2 separate regions of the Danio rerio genome follow, and region 1 is linked to region 2. Evidence: chromatin contacts called from public HiChIP or PLAC-seq data. All regions are on one chromosome and are shown on one strand. The core of a region is the stretch at or near the end of the contact, and the rest is flanking DNA. Distances in the headings are between cores, read along the strand shown. Region 1 has its middle 130 kb from the start of lct. Region 2 overlaps hdac4 (histone deacetylase 4).

Evidence for each region. HiChIP or PLAC-seq counts read pairs in DNA pulled down with a chosen protein or histone mark.
Region 1: an H3K4me3 HiChIP or PLAC-seq map of embryo shows a contact between it and region 2, with 2.7 times the contacts expected there. The contact joins two enhancer-like sites. A contact is called at or near these places in 1 of 18 Hi-C or Micro-C datasets (caudal fin) and 1 of 4 datasets of contacts at active chromatin or transcription factors (embryo).

Annotation. Positions count from the first base shown.
Region 1 is chr9:48,078,573-48,086,130 of GRCz12tu, reverse strand. It overlaps a transcript of hdac4 not described here. Among named protein-coding and RNA genes, the nearest start is that of lct, 130 kb to the left of the region's middle. Within about 2 kb of position 2,865, at least 24 of the 62 cell types and tissues checked have an H3K27ac peak or open chromatin away from gene starts, as enhancers often do.
Region 2 is chr9:47,770,693-47,777,871 of GRCz12tu, reverse strand. hdac4 (histone deacetylase 4) reads left to right here. Exons shown (of 25, transcript NM_001039358.2): 12 at 25-211; 13 at 1,073-1,206; 14 at 7,095-7,179. Among named protein-coding and RNA genes, the nearest start is that of hdac4, 110 kb to the left of the region's middle. Within about 2 kb of position 3,756, at least 8 of the 62 cell types and tissues checked have an H3K27ac peak or open chromatin away from gene starts, as enhancers often do.

The DNA of each region.
Region 1 (7,558 bases), core at 1,616-4,115, 310 kb before region 2:
CAGTCAATATTTTTATTTTTCATTTATTTGTAAACCAAGTTTTAAGTCGCAATTTTACTTCTTGTTCTGGCTTGATGCATCAAAATAATAATCATATTAGCCTACAGTTTAATCAGTTATGGCCTTTGGTTTTTTAAATGTAGACTAAGAATGTTAATGAAAGTCTAGGAAGCGGGTGTGAGAATTTTACCTCAGGGATGCATTTCCCGGAGCAACACGGGGACTGCAATCAGATCATGAAGCAGATCAATGTTGATCTTTCTTTCCAGGTGTCAGTTCAGAAATGTACAAAACAATAGGCCTAATACAAAATATTATAAGATTAAATATGAAAATTTTTTCAGATGGTCATTTTTGGTCAATTTTCCTAACAGATAAACAGCTTTCGCTAATATTTCAGTATGCTTTCACTTTCGTATTAGACATGAAACGCATATTTACCGGTAGGAATGACATCCTGCCCTACTCATTATTCTCTCTACACATAGTCGTATGTATGGCTATTACACAATCATAATACACTGTGATATAGCCTAGTTTGTCTGATTGGTTTGTTTTCTCACTACGATCGATCTGCTCAATCGAGCCGAGACCACCTCATTCAGGCGTTCTCGGACTGATTGATTTAAGTCGGACCGAGCGTAATTGCGTGATTCACATACGCCAGACAAACTGCGCTAACTTCGCAAATGAAACAGGTTCTGAAACAAACACCTGGGCCTGAAAGCACCCTGTATTTTCACGCAGTTGACAAACAGTCGCAGCCAAATTAATCTTTAGTGTGTTGTTATTTTGACCTGAAGTGACAAGTGCGCACATGTGCTTTCCTTCACCATTTTCTATGGCGTCTCTCATAACTAGTCGACCATTGACCATTCTCTCAGAGGATGAAAATCGGACAGATTGCTGCATCTCTGATACAAGTTTATGGAGAAAAGTAAAAAGCGCTGCAGTGTTTGGATGTGCTGTGTTTGTCTGAGGTCATTAGTCTACCATTATTACTGAAATGTGTATATTCCTCACAAAGTGTGAAGCAGATTGGTTAGTTCTGGTTGGTTAGCAGTGCGCCCGGGGCATTCGAAAAAGTTCAAATGTTTTTCAACTAGGTTCTCCTGGAACTAGGATCATGTGTGTTTCATGCAAGTCACACGCCTCCATTGGAAATGACAAACAGACATCCTGAGCTTATTGGCATTGCTTTCAAGGCACACACCCAGCAGCAGCATTTAAATAAAACTATAGTGCTTCATACCAAAACTACATACCAAATCTTCTTTTTTTTTTTTAATTTTTTTTTTTTATCGATATTGACAATGGTATTCGATCAATAAATGTCAATACCGATTTTTACCTCCCAGCCCTAAAACCTGAAAACCAGGGTTTATTCAGCAAATATTGATTGCATTAATATCAGATAAAGAGGAGTAGATGATGAGGTAAATGTCTTTGCTGTTTGTTCAAACTACTTATTTAAAATGAGCTGAATTAACACAATTCTTGATGTTTTTTGAGACAACTTAATTGTTTCATGTACAATCTACTTAAATTTGTCAAATCAATTCAGTTAACTTAATTTTTGTTGGGACAACATTAAGAAAATATGTGGAGCCCTGCAATTTTATTACAGTGTAAATTTTTATTATTTGGTGAACAATCCTTTTAGATTCAGTAGAAATATGATTTTTTTGATAATTAATTCGGTAAATATATATAATAGTTGTTTTATTGATACCGCATGAGGGAGAATAAGTGATGAGGGAATTTTAAGTCTCTTTTATCTAACTTCAGTAGAAACTGAGAATTTGTTTTAAGATCTACACATTTTTACATTTTTAAAGCCATGATGAACAGTCTTTTCTTCAGCAGAAACAACATGTTGTGATTTGAAAACCAGGGTTAATTCAGCAAATATTGATTTTTCTAATACCAGATAAGGTGGAATAAATAATGAAAAATAATTTTCGTTTTTGAGTGAACCATCCCTTTAAATCCAAAAGAAACGGAGAATTTTCTAAAGGCCTACCAATTTTTTTTTATACATTTTTAATGTTATAATATATGGGGCTGCACAATGTATCATTTCAGCATCGATATTGCAATGTGTGTCCAAAGTAGTCACATCGTGGGATATGATATGTGGAGTTGGGATTATATTTGATCAACACTTGAGAGATTTGTGAAGTCATATATAACCATCTGAAGTCAACGTATAACCAACAGAGTGAAGCTTTATCATTTGCGTGTGCTTTAAAGGCATTTTAAGAGAGTTTAATGCATTTGGCACAATAACATACAATTATAACTTTAATGAAGAATAATTTGGCTGAATTATTAATTTAAATGAAGACTATACAGTTGATTATGTTGGTGAATACAGATTGACTCTCCGGAAAAGCAAAAAGCACTACTTATTTAAATTTTTTTGCTTGATGTTAGGTATTCTTGCTTGCAATTTGTTTATTATATTTTATAGATAATTATAAATGTATTCATTCAGTTTCAACAAATGTTTTCAATGAGGGTTAATATAGATTTTTATTAATACCAGATGAGGGAGAATAAACAATGAGGATTTTCATTATTGGCTGAACTTTCCCTTTAAATTCAAAGGCTAGAGTATTTTGTAATGGTCTAAAATTTTCCATAGCTAGCTCCACACGAGAGGGTTAAATATTGTTTTTGATACTTTAAAAACGGTCTTGAGGTGAAGGATCAGACAGAACATGAGGGTTGGCAGGTTTTCTGGTGTGGTGACGTCTGTGCTGTCCTGTGCTGCTGGTTATATCATGCTTGTCGGTCTGGGCTGCTGTCACACATAGCTGCTGGTTGCAGTTCTAGCATGTGGCATCATGCACAGGCATATAAATCCAGGCTTTAATCACAGCCTGTAGGAAACTCACTCGTCTTTCCACATTCCGGCTCTCAAGGACCGGCGCTCAGACCTTGTAAATTCCAGGCCCCACAGGAAGAAGGTCAAAGCAGCCCTTCTCAGATCTTGGCAGCAGAGAGTTAATCCAGACTTGCATGACCCTAGTTGTGCACTTTCTGCAAACAAACAACATACAGTTAATGTTCACACTGTTTTTTTGTTGTTGCTGTAGTTGTTCAGTGATCTTGTATGGCTTTATATGGATTTGAAAGTTTTATTTATTTATTTATTTACTTATTTTTTTGCTTTTAATTCACTTTGAAAAACATGAGAAAGTAGTATTTAATGACATTTAAGCCTTTTTATTTTAATGTATTTTTGATTTAATGACAATTAAATCAGTTTTTCCAACAACTCAAATATAATCCCAGTCATTATAATGCAGTTAAAAAATGTATAGTGTATATATAAGGCTGCACGATATTTTGTTTTTTCTGCAATTTGAATAAAATTTAAGTAACATTTTTGAAAGAATTCATAGTTTTACATTGGCTGGGATGATTTTGTAGCGGAGCGCATCTGGATAGGCAACACAAAATTATCAAAAAATATGCAAAATACAAAACAGATGGAAAAAAACAGAAATAAACAGCACTTTATAGTTTTCTGTGAAGTCTAACAGTCATGAAATTCATTAATCACATGTAACGTAACATGGTATGAACTGTGGTTTCTGGTTAATTATAATCCCAAGTTATTTTTAAGTTCTTCTTTCGCCAATAATTTTATAATAGCTAATAGAAATAGAATTTTTTTTTGTTTAGATTTAAAATGAGATTGTGGGATTATCTGCGGGATTAAGCTTTTTAACTAGTTAGCTAGTCAACTAATCCAATTACTCAAGAGTAATCTCACTTGTACTGGATATACACTAATGTCCATGTGTTTGCTGTCGGCAAGATTGTGGAAAGAAATGTAAAAGGCTAATAAAATAATCATAAATGGCTGTAAAAACGTACAAAAAAAGCTTAACTAAGCCTAAAAAATTTCAGTTGTCATATAAAAATCTTTAATATACTGTAATATATATTATATTATTATTATAATAAATTTATATTTATTTTAATATAATAAAACGTACGTATGCCAGAATAGTTGGCGGTTCATTCCGCTGTATTATATATATATAACATAATATAATGTAATATAATATAATTTAATACAATTTGATATAATATAATATTTAATATAATTGAATATAATTTATTTAATTTATAATAATTTACATAGTAATTTATATAATATATATAATATAATTTATTTTGAACAAAAAAATCATTATTGGTGTGCAAAAGCAATCTAAATACACTAACATTTTGATAGTTTAGATATTTTCTGACATATTTGCATCTCTTTTTGTGTGTTATCAGTTGAAATATAGGCTTGCATGATTGACATTCTCCTCAACCAATAGTGACTTGTCTATGATTGAATAATTCATTGCACAACTCCACTTATCGACTAAACTGAGAAACTTTCTCACCTTGAAAGGCATTTTCACCCAGCATCGTTTATCTCTCTCTTACTCTCTCTCTCTTTCTCTCTCTCTCTCTCTCTCCCTCTCTCTCTCTTATCTCTCTCTCCCTCCCTCTCTCTCTCCACACATGCAATCTGTGTGACTTGGCAAAGTAGGATTCTGAATAACGACAGCGCTTAGTGAATGTGACTAAATGGCAACGTTTAGGCCCACGCTTTATATAGTCTCAAATAACAATTTAAATCAGTTTGAGACCCTCGCTAATCAATTCTCCTCCTTAGGGGACATAATTAACAGTGCTGGATGACTCATGGAGATTGGCAGATTGCACCGTTTGCTGCATCTGTGGCTGAAGAGAGGGAAGAGAGGCAGAATTTGGCTCCAGCCTCTCTTACATGATGCTTAGCGAGGAAAAGCGATAACAGGAGACGGGGTGTAACTGTAGGTGGTAAATGCGGCTGGACAGGCGACAAGTACGACTGGCGATCCGCAGAAAGGTTGTCCCCTAACTGGAAAATTGGATGTTTGTCGCGAGCAGTGTTATTTCGAGGATCGTCTTAATGTCCCTGAGGCCTGATGTCATCTGCTGTGTCTCTGGGTAGATGTAGGATGGTGGGAAATGAGCTCCTTAAAGGAACAGTTCAGCCAGAAATGAACATTTTGTCAGTATTTGTTCAGGGATTGGTGATCGTGACTGATTTTATTGTTGTGAAAAAGCATTTCAGGTTCACACTCTTACTTGAGGGTTTAATGTGCTTTCTGAAGACTGGAATATAGTTGAAGAGTAATTTGCATCGGTATAATACTTCGTTTTTAGTAGGGTTTTTTTTTTCCATTTTGGTGCCGGACTTCTCATTCACTTTTATTGTTTTTTTATTGTTTTTTTTAAGAGACATTCAATTTAATTTAACTTAAAAGTTTGTGTTTTTGTAATTAAAGTTAGTCATCTATTAGGGCTGCACAGTTTATTGCAGGGGCTGTTGCAGGGGCTGTTGCCTCACAGCAAGAAGGTCGCTGGTTCGAACCTCGGCTCAGTTGGCATTTCTGTGTGGAGTTTGCATGTTCTCCCTGCCTTCGCGTGGGTTTCTTCCGGGTGCTCCGGTTTCCCCCACAGTCCAAAGACATGCGGTTCAGGTGAATTGGGAAGGCTCAATTGTCCGTAGTGTATGAGTGTGTGTGTGAATGTGTGTGTGGATGTTTCCCAGAGATGGGTTGCGGCTGGAAGGGCATCCGCTGCGTAAAAAACTTGCTGGATAAGTTGGCGGTTCATTCCGCTGTGGCGACCCCGGATTAATAAAGGGACTAAGCCGACAAGAAAATGAATGAATGAATGAGTTTATTGCAGGGGTCACCAAACTTGTTTCTGGAGGGCCGGTGTCCTGCAAATTTTAGCTCCAACCCTAATCAAACACACCTGAACAGGCTAATCAAGGTCTTACTAATGCCTAGTTCAGACTGCGTGATTTTAGCCCCGATTTTGGCTCGCCGACAGGTTTTGAGAAATCGCCAACAAATGCCTGAAATCACAGGCAAATCGGTGCTCGTGCACGTGAGTGACAATCACACAGTATGAACAATCAAAGACACGATCTGAGAGAATCGCAGATGAGTCGCCGATGCCTGTGAGATATTTGTCATGCTAAATATCTGGAGCTGTCGGCGATTCAAATCATGCCGTGTGAATTGAGTTTTGACTAAAAATAACATCAGCCATCACTTGTGTGTGCGTGTGTGTATACCTGCTGCAGGCCAGCGGGAGGCTGGGGGAGAAGTTAAAAGAGCTCTTTTTCGGTTTATTTGGACCCACGAAATGGAGGAAAAACTAGTGGAGGTTTGACAGGACTCAGGAGCAACCGTGTCTGTTTGACATTTCATACAGAAAGAAATTAATTTATTATCAACGTTGAGGAGAAATGGCTAATTCCCTTTAAACCCAGGTGAGCAAACATGTACATGTTCTACCCCATTAAAGGCTTCTTTCTCATTATGTAGTTAATAATAAAAGATATACTACATGTTTTTGGCTGTGAGACGTAGTTTGGACGAAGTTGTCGGCGATTCTCCCTATAGAAAAGTCATGCAATGTGAATGTCCATGTCGCCGAACCATCTTGCAGTGTAAACAAAGCAGCGACGAAACGCTAGCCCAGATAGTCATGCAGTGTGAAAACATCTGTGACACGACTAGTTTGAAAATCATGCAGTCTGAACTCGGCATTAGTATACTTGAAACACTCAGGCAGGTGTGTTGAGCCAAGTTGGAGCTAAACCCTGCAGGGCACCAGACCTCCAGGAACAAAATTGGTGACGCCTGATTTATTGAAATCATTTTCATAATGTGGAAAACACTGGGATTTTTTTTAATGAATAAATCAAAACAGTCCTTTAGCTGATGTCAAAGTCATAATAATATATGAATACCCATGTTCATTCACAGCCTTTGCTCAATACTTTGTTGATGCTCCTTTGGCAGTAATTACAGCCTCAAGTCTTTTTGAATATGATGCTACAAGCCTGGCACACCTGTCTTTGGGAGTTTTTGCCCATTCCTCTTTGCAGTACCTCTCAAGCTCTGTCAGGTTGGATAGGAAGCGACGATGTACAGGCATTTTCAGATCTCTCCTGAGATCTATTTAGGTCTGGGCTCTGCATGTTCCACTCAAGTACATTCACTGAGTTGTTGTGAAGCCACTCCATTGACATTTTGGCAGTGTGCTTGGGTCATTGTCCTGCTGGAAGATGAACCGTCGCCCCAGTCTGAGGTCAAGGGCACTCTGAAGCAGGTTTTAATTCTCTGTACATTACTGCATTCATCTTTCCCTCTATCCTGACTAGTCGTCCAGTTCCTGCTGCTGAAAAAATGGCTTCCATCTGGCCACTCTACCATACAGGCCTGATTGGTGGATTGCTGCACAGATGGTTGTCCTTCTGTAAGTTTCTCCTCTCTCTAGAAGAATGCTGGAGCTCAGACAGAGTGAGCATCGGGTTATTGATTACCTCCCTGACTAAGGCCCTTCTCCCCTGATCACTCAGCTAAGATGGCCCGTCTGTTCTAGGAAGCGTCCTGCTGGTTTCAAACATCTTTCACTCACAGATGATGGGAAGCCACTGTGCTTATTGGAACTTTCAGAGCAGCAGAAGTTTTTCTGTAAC
Region 2 (7,179 bases), core at 2,507-5,006:
CTCTCTCTCTCTCTCTCTGAGCAGCAAGCTCTCCTATTGGAGCAGCAGAGAATTCACCAGCTGAGGAACTATCAGGCGTCCATGGAGGCGGCCGGACTGTCCGTGTCTTTTCCAGTCCATCGGCCTCTTTCCAGAGCACAATCATCCCCGGCCTCTGCCACATTTCCCATCGTGGTGCAGGAACCTCCGGCCAAACCACGCTTTACTACCGGTCAGTCATTAGATAAGATGCTCTGTTGCACTGCTTTCATATGTGACCCTAAACCACAAAACCAGTCATATTGGTAGTTTATTTATTTATTTATTTAGTTTATTTATTTATTTATTTTACATTTTTGTTTTTTATTTTAATTATATATATATATATATATATATATATATATATATATATATATATTTTTTTTTTTTTTAAAGAAATTTATTTGTTCTGTCCACATGGTGACCTCGTTTGAAATATATTTTGGATGAAATTAGGTATAATTATAGGCATATAACAGGTATATTTACCTATATAGGAATACTAGGTTATACATTTACTTTATTGTCAGTTTAAAGCGACAGTCCACCCCAAAATGAAAACTAAATTATTAGTTCACTATGTTACAAACCTGGGCAGCATGGTGTCTCAGTGGTTGGCACTGTCATCTCACTGCAAGAAGGTCGCTGGTAAATTGGCCGTGAGGTGTGTGTGTGAGAATGTGAGAGTGTATGGGTGTTTCCCAGTGCTGGGTTGCAGCTGGAAGGGCATCCACTGTGTAAAACATATGCTGGATATCTTGGCGTTTCATTCTGCTGTGGTGACCCTTGATGAATTAAGGGACTAAGCCGAAGGTAAAGGAATGAATAAATGTTCTAAACCTGTATCCTTTTCTTAAGAAATGGTATTTTGATTTAGATTTTTTTAAACGCAGCTCTGCAAACAGAAATGAGTTTTGTCAGAGTTTCTGGATTAAATGCTCAGTTGTATTGCTGTCATATGTGACCATGGACAAAAAAAAAACAGTCATATAGATAGAAAAACAAAAACTTTGACTTCATGCTGACTTAAAAGTGTGTATTTGTCTTTGTACAGGTCTGGTGTACGACACACTGATGCAGAAACACCAGTGCATGTGTGGAAACAGTAACATCCACCCGGAGCACGCCGGACGCATCCAGAGCATCTGGTCACGACTGCAGGAAACTGGCCTGCGTGGACAGTGTGAGGTAATACTCGCTGTTTTATGTTCTAATGCTGACTCCATTTGATCTTTCTGCACCAAACTGATGACAGCTGGGCACTGTAGTGCGATTAAGAACGTTTCAGTCTATAGAGGGCGCTGTGGAGCCATCACAAACACAGCCACATCGCCCCGTTGATGAAACTTTATGAATAAACCTAAGCCTTTTGCTCAAGGAAAAAAGGGGGTGTGAGATTGATTCGAGTGCATTCGAGGGAAAATCAGGCTGGGAGAGAAGCAGACAACTTTTACATTAGAACAGAGGAGACAAAAAAAGTCTGAAGACCGCTCACAAAAATTTAAATAAAATGTAAAAAAAAAAAATATTAGAAATTCTTAGTTCGTGTTTTCTGCCACTTTTTTTGCTTTCCTTTTTTTTAATGGTAGCACCACATAAAGGGACAATTCACTCAATAATGAACACTATTTACACACCCTCAAGTGGTTATAAACTTTTATGAGTTTCTTCATGCTGTTTAACCCAAAAGAAGATATTTTGAAGAAAGCTGAAAACCTATAACCATTGACTTCCATAGTAGGAAAAAAAGAGCGTTTAAATTCAATGGTTACAGGTTTTAAACATACTTCAAAATATCTTCTTTTTTTGTTCAAGAGTAGAAAGAAACTCACAAAGGAGAGTAATATAGAATGTTTATTTTTGGGTAAACTAAAATCTTTCCAGCAGGATCTGAGATCAGTCAAAGAAGCAGTATTGTTAATTATTATTGTTAAGAGTTGTGAAATGTTGCCACTATCAATTTGAACAACAATAATTTTTATGTCTGCACAAAACTCCATACAAAAAAAAGCACCGCATTTTGTTTATTTGTTAAAAATTAATAATAATGTTCATTGTAATAGTGTTCATTTTCTTGTTTAGACGCATTGTTTTGCTTTATAATACACACTATACATATAATGTAAAATAAATATTGTCCCCAACTGTGGATGACTTTTAGTCTCGATTAAAATTGTACCTTTTTAGTTGAGCTTTTAGAGTCAATTGAAGAGATCAGGTTTTCAATGTTAAATTATTGAAAGAAGGTGAAAGTAAGGGCCAATTGGAGGAGGCTCATTCATTATCCTTGTGCTGCAGATGGTCTGTTTAACTGTATTCTCACTAGTGAAGCATTCAGTTTTTTCTCTTACTAAGTCGCCATGTTAATAGCAAATACGCCAAAGTGCGACACAACTGACTCTTAAAGGGAATGGGAGAGGAGACTCTGACTGGTTTATTCTCAAAACACACTCAGAACTCATTAAGAAAATAAGCTCAACCCTGTTAGACCATGTGCCGCATCACACAGCGTATTTTTCCGTTCTTAAAATTGCAAAAGTGGATTCAGACATACCCTCAATGTTTGTGTGCCATGCGCTTTAGACTTTGGGTCTAGATCGTTAAAATAGAACCCTATGTGTTTTACTTGTCTTGAAAATGCTTCTTGATTTAAGAATTGTTAGATTTTCCTACTCTAAGTAGGAAAAGCTATTTTTGCAGTGGAAACTTGAGGCCGCAAATAGACTGACTGAAGTCCAAGTCGAGTCTTTTTTGTTTGTTTGTCAAGCAAGTCTAAAGTCAAAATTTTGCGACTTAAGTCTGACTGAAGTCTGGTCATGTGACTGGAATCCCCCACGTCTGCTTTTGACTCCCAAAGTGGAAGCTTGGTTTATTTGCATTTTCATTAATTCATTTCCTTTGGGTTAGTCCCTTTAATCATCAGCGGTCGCCACAGCAGAATGAACCGCCAACTTATCCAGCATATGTTTTACACAGCGGATGCCCTTCCAGCTGCAACCAACCACTGGGAAACACCTATACACTACAGTCAATTTAGTTTATTCAATTCACCTATAGTGCATGTCTTTGGACTGTTGGGGAAACCGAAGCACCCGGAGGAAACTCATGCCAACACAGGGAGAACACGCAAACTCCACAGTGAAATGCCAACTGACCCAGCCAGAACTCAACCCAGCGACCTTCTTGCTGTGAGGCAACAGTGCTAACCAATGAGTCACCTCTTTTTAAAAAAGACCACGCTAAAAATATGTTGTCACCTGCGTCTGCAGCAAATTTTCATTCTATGCAAACTACACATGCTTCAAGACATGAATAAGATGATTCCACTCCGTTTTATTTTGCAAACTCAAAAAACCCCTTTTCCTCCCCAAAATGGGCGCAGAATCCCCGGCTGTGCCTGCTTATCTGGTCCTCCACCTGCTGAGGGCAATTCCTGAGCTCTGTCATCATCTGGAGCGCTGATCACTGCCGCCTTAATGGCCCTCGCTGGATCTAATCTCTCCTGCCACGCTGGCTCCATTGCGTCAGGCCTGTTAGAGTCAGTCGCGTAGCTGCAGTCTCTGTTTTCCTCCAAACAAACAAGTAAACAAGCACGACAATGGCGCACCCACCCACCCGCTCTCGCCCGCATGCGCTCCTTGGTGGGGATGTTTATTGTTCTGGGAGATGGAAACAGTGAATTGGGCCTCAATTAAAGGCAGTCATGCCTCTTAATACCCCCTAATCTACAGCAGGGGGGCCCTTAAAGAGTGTAGGGTTGTTTTAAGCTGCCGCCAGCCTGCACCGGACCCCCGCGGGCCCCTCTTTAACTGGCCCTGCTGTTAAATCCGAGATGTAGTACGTCCTGTTGCAGGTGTCACCTCCACTGAAAACCTCCCCAAAACGCTTCCACAGGTGGGCCGGTGGACCGATTCGCCTCCCTCTCTGATGGGTTTGTGCCTCGGAGGCCAGAGCTATTAAACAAAAAATGACATTATTGCAAATCCAGCAGCTCCGGCACCTCCAAGGGCCCACGGCTTTGTTCTGCAGACATGTGGGGCCTGGTTTGGAGTGGGAGGTGGATGTGGGGGTCTGTTTCAGCTCTGGTAGGACAGCTGAAAAAAAATGTAGGATAGATGGTGTGCAGGAAATTCTGTTGATCGTGTGGTTGATGAAACAGTAAAACGTTCAATTCAGTTCATCTTTATTTCTATAACGCTTTTTACAAGGCAGATTGTGTCACAGCAGCTTGAAGAAAATAGATGAGAGTTTATGCAGCTTACTATTTTAGATAGCATTCAAGCATATCAGACAGACAGAAGAGAGTTGTGGAATGTTGGTGTAGATCTGGTTAAATTAAAACGGATTAACCTCAGTTTTTTTTGTGTCACTGTTGAAGTTTATTTCAGTTTAAAACAAATATCACCGTTGAATACAAAAATCACCATTGAATACATCTCGGCAATACATACAGTGCTAAATACATGCAGATCTGCTTATCAGTTGATTTTAACCCTCTGGGGTCTGAGGGTGTTTTGGGGCTCTGGAGAAGTTTTGACATGCACTGACGTTTGTGTTGTTTTCAGTATCTTAAAAACATATTAATGGCTAAAGTGTGATAACACTGTAAACAGCACAATTTGGGCTACAATAATACCTAAGCAGCATGCTTGTCTGTGTTTGTGTTTTTGAGAAAGAAACATTTATGCATGGTTAGTGAAATCTTACATTTTGAAGTCACTGAAACAAGGCCGTGAAACACACAGAGAACATTTGTGCACAAGACTTTTGAGAACTGGATCTGGTAGTCTAGTGTTTTTGCTTCAAAATGATGTTACTTTATCAAGCAATGTTTGTTTTCAACTTGCATAGCTGCGTTTAAAAGTAGACAATTTAAGCTTTTTAGAAATACATGTCTCATCTGTGTGAGTTTTGTATTCACGGAGTTTCAGCGCATTTTACTGATACACTTCTCAGCAGTTCACGGAGAGAGAAAAGACAGAATGCCTACACTGTTTGTTTTCCTTATTTTGCAAAAGCACACACGTTTGTTGTTGTTGTGAGTGTACACAACAAAAAGTAGACACATAACAGATTTGATTGATGTATTGATCTTATGTGTACGATCAAAACTGAAAGTGTAATTTAAGTTCATTTCAGCAGTTTGACAACACTACTGGTCAAAACGCAGGTACACGGTCTTCGACCCCAGAGGGTTAAGAAAGACATTTTTGTAAACATTTGTTATCTTCAAAAATCAATGTTTTTGGACAGACTTGGCTTATGCTGTATAATTTACATTGTTAACCAATTGAAAATGTATTTTTAAAAATTTAAAATGTAAATTGTAGCTTTTTAACAAACAATAACAAAATGTTGAAATATAAATATTTAAATATTTAAATAAAAATAGTAAAACAAAGAAATACACTTACATAAAAAAGTATGTATATGTAATGTATATGTATATTTAATGTATTTCTACAGAAATGTCCCAGTATTTCTTTGTTGTAATAAGGATATCTCAATTAACCCCAAAAAAGCCAAAGCAAAGCAAACACTGCCAGTTTCTTTGGCATAAATGCAGCACTACAAATATAAAAATCGACTTAGACCTGATTTATAATGATTTTTTCAGCTGTAGTTTGAAACTTACACTGAGAAAATGCTTTTACCTAAGGACTTATTTTGCTGTCGCCATCTTGTGGTGGAACGTCAGCCGTCACTTTCTTTGGACCGCTCAGACAGGCTAATGGCTGCCGATGCTCTGAATACGAAATTTTTTAATCCGAAGTATTATTTTGATTACTTTGATTAAAAGATTATTTACATTCTTTGTGATTATTTTGCGTTTAATTAAGAATTTGGCAGGATTGCAAATATTTGCGACTTTTTGCTGATTTTACATAGGATTCAGCGATTGCGGCCTGGTATGTTATACACAAATAAATAAAAAAGACTTTAATAAATAAAAAAAAAGAATTGTAAAATGAATGAAAGTGTTTTTGGTGCAATTATCTCTTTGTCATTGGCCCATAAACATTTCATAACTGTAACAAAAGGCAATTCAACCATAACTTAATGTTACAACAGCTATCATAACATTATCAATATTTGGCTCATTTTTAGATTCTAGGAAGCTATAAAAATGTAAAACAGGAAATGCGTACAATTATTTTTCTTTACATCTCTCAAAATAGTCTGTCTGCCTGTCTGTCTGTCTGTCTGTCTATTTTTGAGAAAATTATTCAAATTTGTGAACAAACAACTTAATATTTTAGATCCATCTGTAACATATTTCTTAATAAAAAAATAATCAGGGTGAGGCAGTGGTGCAGTAGGTAGTGCTATCGCCTCACAGCAAGAAGGTTGCTGGGTCGCTGGTTCGAACCTCGGCTCAGTTGGTGTTTCTGTGTGGAGCTTGCATGTTCTCCCTGCGTTCGCATGGGTTTCCTCCGTGTGCTCCGGTTTCCCCCACAGTCCAAAGACATGCGGCACAGGTGAATTGGGTAAGCTAAATTGTCCGTAGTTTACGAGTGTGTGTGTGAATGAGTGTGTGGATGTTCCCAGAGATAGGTTGCGACTGGAAGGGCATCCGCTGCGTAAAAACTTGCTGGATAAGTTGGTGGTTCATTCCACTGTGGCGACCCCGGATTAATAAAGAGACTTAGCCGACAAGAAAATGAATGAATGAATGAAAAAAATAATCAAGCATCAAATCATCTTGTTTGAAGGATTCTGAAAGTGTGTGGCTGGAAAATGTCACTTTTCATGACAAGCGTTAGTTACATTTTAAACATCTTTTAAAAGAAAACAGTTTTGTTTAATTCATAGTAAGTTTTGGTTCAAACAGATTTACCCATGGTCAGCATAAAATACTTACAAATAAATGTAATAGAAATGTTACAAAAAGAAATATGAAAAGATGAACTATAGTATCTAGCTGGATATATTCAATTTGAAGTTTCAACACATGTTTCAGTTGATACTTGATAGCTGAATCTCCAATTTATCCACTTCAAAATGAATGTATCATCTTCCTTAGCTCTTAAGTCATTCTGTTTTATTATTATTTTTATTTGTTTATTTTTTTGCAGTGTATTCGAGGCAGGAAAGCCACTCTGGAAGAGCTCCAGACAGTCCACTCTGAGGCCCATGTGCTGCTTTATGGAACCAACCCTC